Regions from separate parts of the Capsicum annuum genome. Here region 2 is linked to region 1. A link is a contact called in public Hi-C data. All regions are on one chromosome and are shown on one strand. Each heading gives the region's core, a stretch centred on a gene start, on an enhancer-like site or on the middle of the called end of the contact. The rest is flanking DNA. Distances are from core to core; before and after follow the strand shown. Region 1 holds the start of LOC107842745 (receptor-like serine/threonine-protein kinase ALE2). Region 2 holds the start of LOC124887343.

Region 1 (5,055 bases), core at 1,491-3,990:
AAAAGAATGAAATGAGCAGAAGATTTTTTGGACCGAGTAAATTGCCTATGCCGCCCTTTGTCATCCTACGATCGCTCTTCTATATAGTAGAAATAGAAATAAAAAAACAAGAGAGAACAACAATTTTGGTAGTCCTCCTATTAATTTATGATATGAAAGTTTTATACGTGACATTATTTTTTCAGAATTTTTCTTTTAAGATTTTCTACATGAATCTTTTTAATTGGTTGAATTTCTTTTGATTTTATTAAATTATTTTCTTCTTCATCTTAAAATATTTGTCACGTTTCACTTTTGAAGATCAAATTATATGAACTTTAATCAATATTTTTAAGAAAAAAATATTATTATATTGACATAATCACTGCAATTTATGGTATCTGTGTTTCATATAGTTTCGAATATCTAATTTCTAATTTTATTGAATTAATATAACACAATTTAGCTTTAGAATAAGTCAAATTATCTTTTGAAAAATAAAACGATAAAAGTTGAACAATTTTTTAAGACAATACTTTTTTTCACCACTGAACCATAGATGATATTGAGATTTTGGTAGCCTTCTTAAGGATTTTTTTGATATTTTAATTTTTGGTGAAACAAAATTACTACATATAATAATTAATGGTGTTTTTTAATTACATTTATTTTCGCCCTTATTCTTTTTGTTAAGATCATTCCACTTGGGTTTTTATAATTGATTTTTTTCTTGCCACGTGTTAGATTACTATTTAATTAAAACTCCTTTTATTTTAAATCAACAATATTCAAGCTAACTTTTCTTACAAAATTAAAGTTTTCAACGATTTCAACTACAACTTCATAGTTCTTTTTGATATTATAATATAATAAATAATATCTTATATTTATTATTTCTCATAGTGAACATGAAAAAGTATAAAACAATAATTAAAATAAGATGAATAAGTTACTCTTGTAAGGGGCATGCAAAAAGTAAACATAATAAGTAAATAGACCGAACGGAGTAAGCTAATAATGTAGTTTAATTATCATTTAATATCCTTATATATTCTTATTAAATTAATTTTTATAAAGAATCTTAATTGAGGTTATAATTATTATAGCCGTAATATAACTTGAAAACATTGACTTCTTTTTTCCAGATGATTTGACAAGATGAAAAAGATGTAATTAGCAAAAATTATTGTCACTAAAATTATGAAAAAAATTAAAACTCAATAAATATCAAAATAACTTTTTTAGTTGTGACTAAGAAAATAAATATTTGCAAATTTTATAAAAATATCAATATCTTTTTTCTATTTATGATCTTCATCGAAATGTAATTATTAAATATTTTAAAGAGATAAGCATTCAGTACCCCTCGAACTATGGTTAGAGTTGCTACGACACACTTCAACTCCACATGGGTGCTCTGAACTCAATTTTAGCGTATTTTTGTCGCCTTTTTGTGCTGACATGACACCTTTATTACATAAAAATGAGGCCCGCATCAAAGGTGCCACGTCAGCTAAAAAGGGTGACAAAAATACACTAAAATTGAATTCAGTGGTAATATGACCCCTGTAAAGTTTCAGTGCATCGTAACAACTTTGGTCATAGTTCGTGGGGTACTAGATGCTTTACTCTATTTTAAATTATGTCATTATATAAAATATTGAATTACTTGAAGTTTTTTGATATATTTTAATTCTCTGTCAATATCTTCTGCCTCATAAATAATAATTTTTATTTAAAATTATCAAAATCTTTTATTAAAAACAATATTATGAAAACTTATCAATGAGACTTGTTAAGCAGATCATTAGATGTACTGATTATAAAGTAAAAAAAAAATTATGATATAAATTATTATTTTTGTACTTTGATTTTGGAGCCTGGACCTTATGAAACTAGTATAATTTAAAGGAAAGTCATAAAGAGGATGATATGACACCTCTCCAGGCCTTCATACATATTTATGTATTATCTCTGTTTTTTTGAAGTTTTCATTATTTTAAATTAATATATTATGTATTAAAAAAATTCAAAAGGTACCTCACAAAAACACCTCTTAAATTCTCTTCAATATATTTTAATGTATTTATTGAATTTTAATGAATATTATAATTCATGTGAATTACAATCTTTTCACCTCCCACACTTTTTCTATTCTCATAAATTTATATTGAATTTTTATTTATAGGTAATGGATGAATGCCAAATTATGTTTTCAATTTTTTATTTTTTTTAGTTTTATCATGTGTCTAATTTGTGTAATTTTGTGTTAGTGATTTCTATTTTTATTGTATGAAATTTGCAGGAAGTTTGTTAATGCAACAAATATTGATAATATGGACATAATAACATTATCAATTTCTTCAATCAGAAAAAAGGTATCCAACTTTTTATTTTAAATTTTGCATTTTATGCTCTAACTATTCATCTTAGAACTATGATGAAGTTCATCTTTTCACGAGGAGATCGATGAAGTTTTTAATTTTTTATTTAAAATTTTGCATTTTAAGGTCTAACTATTCGGCTTAGAATTCAGATGAAATTCATATTTTCATGAGGAGATCGATGGAGTATTTAGTGTTCTTCACAATGTTTATTTTCTTCTATCATGTTGGAAATGTTAGTGTACTAATTAAAAGGTAGCTCCTAATCATCAGTTGCCGCAACGCTTTTTGTTTCAATTAGACAATAAAATCTCAAAAAAGAGCTACACCTTTTGTGATCTCTCTATAAATAACTTTTAGATTTATTAATTTAATCAATTGAGCGAATGATATTTGAAATTAATTTTTCATTCATGATATAACTGCGTGAAGCGCGGACGACTCCACTAGTACGTCAGAGGTACGACAATATTTGACGCAAAGGTCGTGGGAAAGAAATCGTAATTTACGCGGGAAGATGAAAATAGAAAAAAAGATTTTTCTAGTAAAAGCGTGTTAGACACGCGCAGAGGTGGGCCGTGTAGGAGACAATCATGAATTACCGAAAGCAAGTGTGCTGTTGGCTACACCGGCAATTAAAGCCACCCACCAACTCACTCACTCCCTCACCTTCCACTCTCTCTCTCTCACTTTTTGTAGCTGAGCTGAATTCTTGCCGGAGATTCATTATTTGTCTTTTTTCCGAGTAATCTCTGTGAATCTGTGGTGTTGGTTGTTTGGAGCATTTGCCGTATTTCTTGGATATGTAAAGTAGAGCATTTTACATTGTCGAGTGGAGTAACTAGGGTTTTTAGACATGCAATCTTCGGATTTGAGTGGAGGAAGTTCATGGAGGGTATTTTTGGAATTTTAAGCTTGAGTACAATCCTAAAGAAGCTGGGAGAATGCTGTTCCAGTTTGGAGGGGTTTGATACTGAGGATGGTGTTTGGGAATTGTGTTGTAGAGAGAGAAGATGCTACCTCTGATGCTTCTCTTTCTTCTTTCTTTCCTCACTCTACTGCTTCCTGCTGCTCTCGGTAATTTCATCTTTAGTAGAGTAATTTTTTATTTTTATATTGTTGAGATGCTTGTAGTGGCTGGGTTCGCTTGGGTAGTCTGCAGAGAAGCACAGATGTCGGTTGTAGCTGGGATTAGGACTTTTTTGTTTCTTTCTCTCATAAACCTTTAATTTGTTAATGCGTTATTCTGAAATTTCTGCACAATTTAGGAGGTGTGAACGGGTGGGATTAACCAAGAGAATGGCATTTTGTGGAGTTTATACGCTATTCTGAACTGTCGGGGTCTGAAATTTTGAACTAAAATGCAGACTCCAATCAGTGAAAAGGTTCGAGGTGCCTACTTTTGCATTTCAAGAATCTACTGAAACCTCTTCCTGTTTGAAAAGAAACAAAATGGCCTAGAAAAAATCTAGAGAGCTCATATAGTTGACGCCAACTCGCATTGTTATTGCAACATAGTTGATATATAGAGAAAGCCCCTTCCTTTTGGAAGGAAAGAGGCAGACAGGCATTAGTTAACTGATGCTTACGGCCTGTAAATTAAAAGTATTTCCTTTTGAGTTATTTTGTTTAAGACATCTACTACATATTTCCCCCTTTCAAAAATTAGTGCATGCATGATTGGCTGTTTCTCTGTATGTGAAGTATGGTTACCTATTTGCTTCTAAAACTTTCAACTTCAGGGATGACATTGCCCCATATTTACCTCTCTCCTACTCTACCGCCAAACAAGCCGTACTATGCAAGCCAACTCTTTTTGGAAGATGGTAAGATTAGTACTTCAAATTCTGCTTCTTTTAGCTCTGTTTTGTTATTTGTTGATTGATTAGAGAAGCCTCTTGTTATGCAAGTTTAGTGATAAATGTGGATTTGGAACATACTTAGTGTCTTACATTGTTTTGCAGCAAGATTAGTGTTAACTCGTGTCTCATTTGTACCAATGTCAGCACCGCACCGACACCATTTTAAACCACATCTGATTCCCTCTAGGGCGCCTGCTCCTTACCTTGCATCTCAAGGTATTAAGAATTGCTTTTTCCAAGCCATCTTTTAGGACTTCGTGGGGCTTTACTGATGCGGAACTCTAATCTTTAGGTCTTGCTCCAGCTCCTATTGCCAGTCGAGTGCCAAGACATCATGGTCATCATCATCGTCGGCCGAGAGCTCGTGCTTCCCCATCTCCTGCAGTGGGCTCAGGTATTATTTCTGTTATAGTTGATAATATCCTCTCAATCCTATGCTTGTTTCCCTCTCTTTCATTCCTTAAACTTTAGGACACAATGAACAAAGGCAAAACATGAAATGAGAATAGGATGAAGGGCAAGGTTGCTGTGTTGGTGGCACAAACTATAAAGCGTAACATATTTTCCACCTTTTTTGTGTATTTAAGGCATAATGTATACATAACATGTGTCTTGAATGTAAATCTGGTTATAATTGTCAGCTTATATGTTATAATTTTGAACTTGTTTCATCGATGTCTAGAATTGCCTCACGGACCTCCTCATCCTCATTGACATTGTGGCTCCATACTTTCTCTAACCTTTGGTACCAAAGTGCAGAACCTCAAGGGGTTGTTTGGTTCTCTGATAAGTTATACAGTGTTTTAAGGTAGGGAGACTGTAATATGGTA
Region 2 (5,055 bases), core at 269-2,768, 180 kb before region 1:
TAGTTATTATTAGCCATTTAAGATATGTTTGCTTCACTACTTCAATCGTGATTTTACTATATCATTCCTAATTAATTATTATAAGTCACCTAAGCATTAAAAATTAATAATATTTCATAAAAGGTAAAATAGACACAAAATGATAAGTTAATTTTTGATGTTTTAAATTAACTTAACAATTTATATCAGCTCACTTATTTTTTTCATAAGTATTTTAATAGTAAATTTATTATATCATTTCTAATTAATTATTATAAGTCATTTATTAGATATTAAATAATATTTAATAACAAGAATAAAATAAATAAAAAATGATAAAATTAAAAATAATTGGATGAAGGACTTTTCTATAGTCATATCTGTGTCAAAAATGGAATATGGAAGTAGTACAGGTATTGAGTTCTAAATGACCGAATTCATATAAAAAATTAAATACATAGTTACAAGCTAAGATTTGAATAATTAAAATTTTTATTTTTATTCGGTACTAATAAATGAAGCATAAAATTCGTAAACAAGGAAATTAAATTTTAACTTTTTTTTTTAAAAACTATTTTTCCATTTAATTTACGAGACACCATTTGATTAAACATGAAATAGAGAAAATGAAATACTATTTTGAAATTTGTGGCATAAATAAACCTTAAATTTTATATGGTTATAAAACATTTAATTAAAAAATAAAATAAAAAATATAAAAATAAATTATTTCTAAAAAATTAAAAAAATATTTTTTACATAAATTAAAAAGTAAAATACCTCACATACATTAAAATAAAAAAAATATAAATATTAAGCCCGTGATATCCCACTAGTTAAACTAGTCGGCTTACGCCATGCTACGTACGACCCAATGTTGATCCTTAAAAATTGTACGTTATGTATAATTCTATCATTTAATTAAAACCTTCGTTTGTTTGGTTGATAAATTCTAAGTTAGCCATATATTATTATATTTAGATTGATGAAATTCGTATAACAATATTTTAGATTGTTCAAATTTTCATGGAATTGATAGTCAATTATATATTTTTAAATAATCTAAGTTTTTAATTATTGTGATTTATAATATTTTTTCTTCTATTTTACTAATTAAAAGTGACATAGTAAAATTATTATAGTAAATACTTGCGATTTTTTTTTAAGTGGTCTCATATAAGACGTCAAGTTAATTTGAAATATACAAAAATAATTTATCATTTTATGTCTATTTTATCCTTTTTGTTAAATTTTTAATACTTTAATGACTTATAAAAACATCAAAAAATAATTTATTATTTTATATTTAATTTTTTATCAACCGTTATTAATTTTTAATATTTAAATAACTTATAAATTAGTTATGAATAATATAGTAAAATTACTGTTAAAACAGTTGAAACAATCATGTCATAAATATTTATTTTAAAATTTTAATTTTTTATTATATAAATAACTTATAAAAATTAATTAGAAATAATTAAAGCAGTCATGTGGATCATATGCAGCTTATTGTATAAAAATAGTAGTAATAAAATAGAGCAGGCCGAACCCAAGCCTCACCAAAAAAAATAAAAATAGAGCAGGCAATGGGCAGTGAGACCAAAGTAAAACCACTTGTACTCGAGCAGCACTAGCCCTAAAATAGTTAAGGAGACGAGTATGGCGATGGCTGTTCGAGTTAGACGCATGAAAGAGGCTTATATGCTGCTCCCTCTTATTTCTGCTGGTACCTCCTCCTCCTCCTTATTTGCCTAATGTTCTTTCTAATTATCTTCAGCTAATATCAATTTCTTATTCTGGACAGGAAAAAACTGTAACCTACTCGTAAAACACACCAATTTTTGCCCGCGTCTTTTAAATTATTATTCGAAAAATTCATGTGCAGATATCAATAGGTAACATTTTCTGTATGCTGGGTACACCTATTTGAATTTCTTTATGAGTATGTATGTTTCCACCTGATTGAACAACAATGAATTCATAATTTCTATTTTAAGGCAATTGCATTTGACTTATTCTGTATGTGTACCAAAGTAACGTTTGTTATCTCGTCTTTCAGTAAGAAAGAGGAGAGCGAGAAATTCATTTTTGAGTTGATGTTCGATTCAGCTCACATTACAAAATATCCTGAAACGGTTTTGTAGCAATATATGTTATGAGACATACAATGTGATGATGCATAGTTGTCCTCGAAATTTCTTGCGTAATTCTTTCATGGATAAAGTTATTGGAGGAATACTTTTTCTCTCTAGTGCTGTATATATGTGTTAACATGCAGAAAACTCTGGCTACCTTAACATATACAGTTGTCATCATTGAACCAAAAAAAATATACAATTGTTATCAGTTTTGTATTTATTAGAGGAAAGATATTTTAGGGGAAAAAGAAGAAAAGGAGCATTGCACACAAGTACATTACCTTTGGTTTAATCATTAATTCTATATTTTTGTTTTTTATGGCTCCACATAGTAGTTTGAATTTTTGCAGCCTACTATTTTGGAGGTTTTAGTAGTCGTTACTTGTCCTTGACAGTCTCTTTCAGGTATTCAACTGTATCAACTATATCAACTATATCAGAAGCAGTGCCGGAGTCTCTTGTACAACTCAATATCCCCTTCTTCATTAAGTCTACTATTGATAAACCTGAAGGTGAGCTACTCTCGCTTGGTAAATGTGATTTAGCTATTTTTGTAAAATTGTGAGGATGAAACTACATAGTGAGGTGCACCCAAGGGTGTGTAGCTTAGTGGTCAATGAAGTGGTTTGAGAACCTGAGGTGTCAAGTTCAAATCTCAACAGAGACAAAACACACTAGGTGATTCTTCCATCGATCCTAGCCTTGGTGGATAAAGTTAACAGATATTTGTTGCTGGTGGGAGGTGACAGGTATCCCGTGGATTTAGTTGAGATGCGCAAAAGCTAGCCCGGACACGACAATTATAAGAAAAACAACAACTGCATACGGAGGTAACATATGGTATATGTCTAGTTACCATTAGGCTTTAGCAGGCAAAATTCATCAACTTCTCCGGAAATTTCGTTGGTTTGGTAGTATTGGCATCTAAAACTTTGATGGATTTCTGACCAACTAAGCTAATAAGCCAAGTTGAAGAAACTTACCTATGAAGAAAAGAAAAAAAATCCTGAACTGGAGGAAAATTTTAAATACTTTTCCGTTACCTATATGATGCGCCAAAAAGTTGTACAAATGGACCATAAATGATTCTTGTACTGGACCAACAAACCAACTTGTCAACGGTTGAGTTAATCATGTCTGTGGACCTTATCATTGAAATGAGTCCTGAGAGCTCAATGCTTAATAATGGATACATATGTTAAAGTACTTGCGGCCTAAGCATGCATATTCATGCCTTTTTTTCATTAAGATTTTATCTATACAGTAGATTTTCAGTTGAGGCGTTGTTGGTATGCGTCAATGCGTGAATTGCATGGTGGAACTTTGAGTTCATTTTGTAGTTTGGTTTACAGTGAACCTTATTTTTTGCAAAAGCAAGTGTACCTAAGTGGTAATCTGTTTTCCACAGCTGTACGTATTTGATTTTTTGTTCCAATAAAAAACGGTCTTATCCTGTATTCATGTCACAATGACCAGTCTATCTACCCTACCAACATGTCTGTCAGAAGATCACCTTCTTCTAGTTTTCAGTTGGATTCAACATTTTAAGGAACTCATCAATGACAATGCTAAGATGAGTCAGAGAATAAAAACATGTTTCTTGCTTTCATTTTCTTCTGCATGTAATGGCGGTTTCTCTTTAGTAAATCTTATGACTCCTGATAGAATATTTAATGACAATTTTGCATTCATCGATCCCTGTATCCTCAACTTTTTAATAATTGAATGTCCATAAGCAGATTATTTATGATGCTGTACATAAGCAGAGGATTATGACAAAGTTAATCGCAAAATTCTGTGTTCTATCTATGTCTTTCTTTGTTATGTTGTATGCTCTTCACATTTCTTACTCAACTTTTGGCACTACTAATTTGTTCATTATCTGGTTTGTGTAACTGGATATATATGCATGCTTTTCTCATTTTCATTGCGTTTTGAACAAAATGTGCAGACCCTTCTCATTGTTGGTTAAATGGAATTCCGGATAAGAAATCTCTGAAAGATGGCATCTTCCTGGTTCTCATAGCTGGGTTTGTTGATAGTTCCTCAATCACAGAGGCCAACTTTGTTAGCGTGCTCGAGAAAGTCAAGTTTCTCCAGCATAGGTAGAGTAGATCCTTATGCAAACTTCTTCTGTCTTAATTTTCTTATATACATCTTTTCAAAGATGTCTACTTTCTTCCAATGTTGCAGATATCCTTTCCTTCAAATAATTGGTTTCCAGAATACCAAGATCCCACTTCACTCCAGTGATATTTGCACACATCTGTTTAGGAGAACCTTGAGAGAATACATTTCCTTTCCTATTCTGCTTTCTAACAAGGATGTTCTGGAGGTATGTTCACATAATTTGTTGCTCAATTAGTGCGGTTCAAAGGATCTTGTTCAATCTACTTTTTTTCATTTATAGTGTCTTACGACTTGATAGATGCTTCAAAGGACTGAGTTTCTCTTTTACAATATCTGTAGTTAGTCAGAAGGGAGTTGCAAATTTTACTATTCAATGAAGATCTGAACTTTCTGTTATTAGTACCTGGTTGCTGAGCTTTCTTATATTGATTTGCTAACTTTTTGGTCTCCTTTAGTATGTAAAGGCTATGTGTCCAGTATATTCCTTGCTAATGTTCAAGGAAAGCAAGATAACATCATTGGCGATAAGAAAATAAAAATGGGTAAAACAATAGACAAATCCGTTAGTTGTTTATTTCTCTATTCTGTTAATTAAAAATTTCAAGTTTTTGGTCCATTATTGAAGATTTAATGTACAGTCGGATTATGAATAACACTATGATTTTAACTGGGAGAGGAGTTGTAGTAAGTCCCTATTGAAGAAAATAAAAACAATATTGAGAATGACATTTTTAGTTTTTTCCTTCATGAAACATAAGGTACATGCATATGTTTATATATACACAACAAGGGACACTTATCGTTC

Evidence for each region. Hi-C and Micro-C count contacts between places; a contact is called where the count stands out from the background.
Region 2: a contact with region 1 is called in a Hi-C map of bud, with 2.9 times the contacts expected there. The contact joins the promoter of LOC124887343 here to the promoter of LOC107842745 in region 1. A contact is called at or near these places in 2 of 5 Hi-C or Micro-C datasets (bud and placenta).

What each region holds. Positions count from the first base shown.
Region 1 is chr9:77,866,529-77,871,583 of UCD10Xv1.1, reverse strand. It overlaps LOC107842745 (receptor-like serine/threonine-protein kinase ALE2), which reads left to right and starts at 2,740. Exons shown (of 9, transcript XM_016686722.2): 1 at 2,740-3,440; 2 at 4,106-4,189; 3 at 4,328-4,441; 4 at 4,518-4,619. The coding sequence starts at 3,377.
Region 2 is chr9:78,043,033-78,048,087 of UCD10Xv1.1, reverse strand. LOC124887343 reads left to right here and starts at 1,518. Exons shown (of 4, transcript XM_047396860.1): 1 at 1,518-1,708; 2 at 2,516-2,632; 3 at 4,072-4,225; 4 at 4,314-4,646. The coding sequence starts at 1,642. The coding sequence ends at 4,485. All of the region lies in intron 5 of LOC107842553, which reads right to left.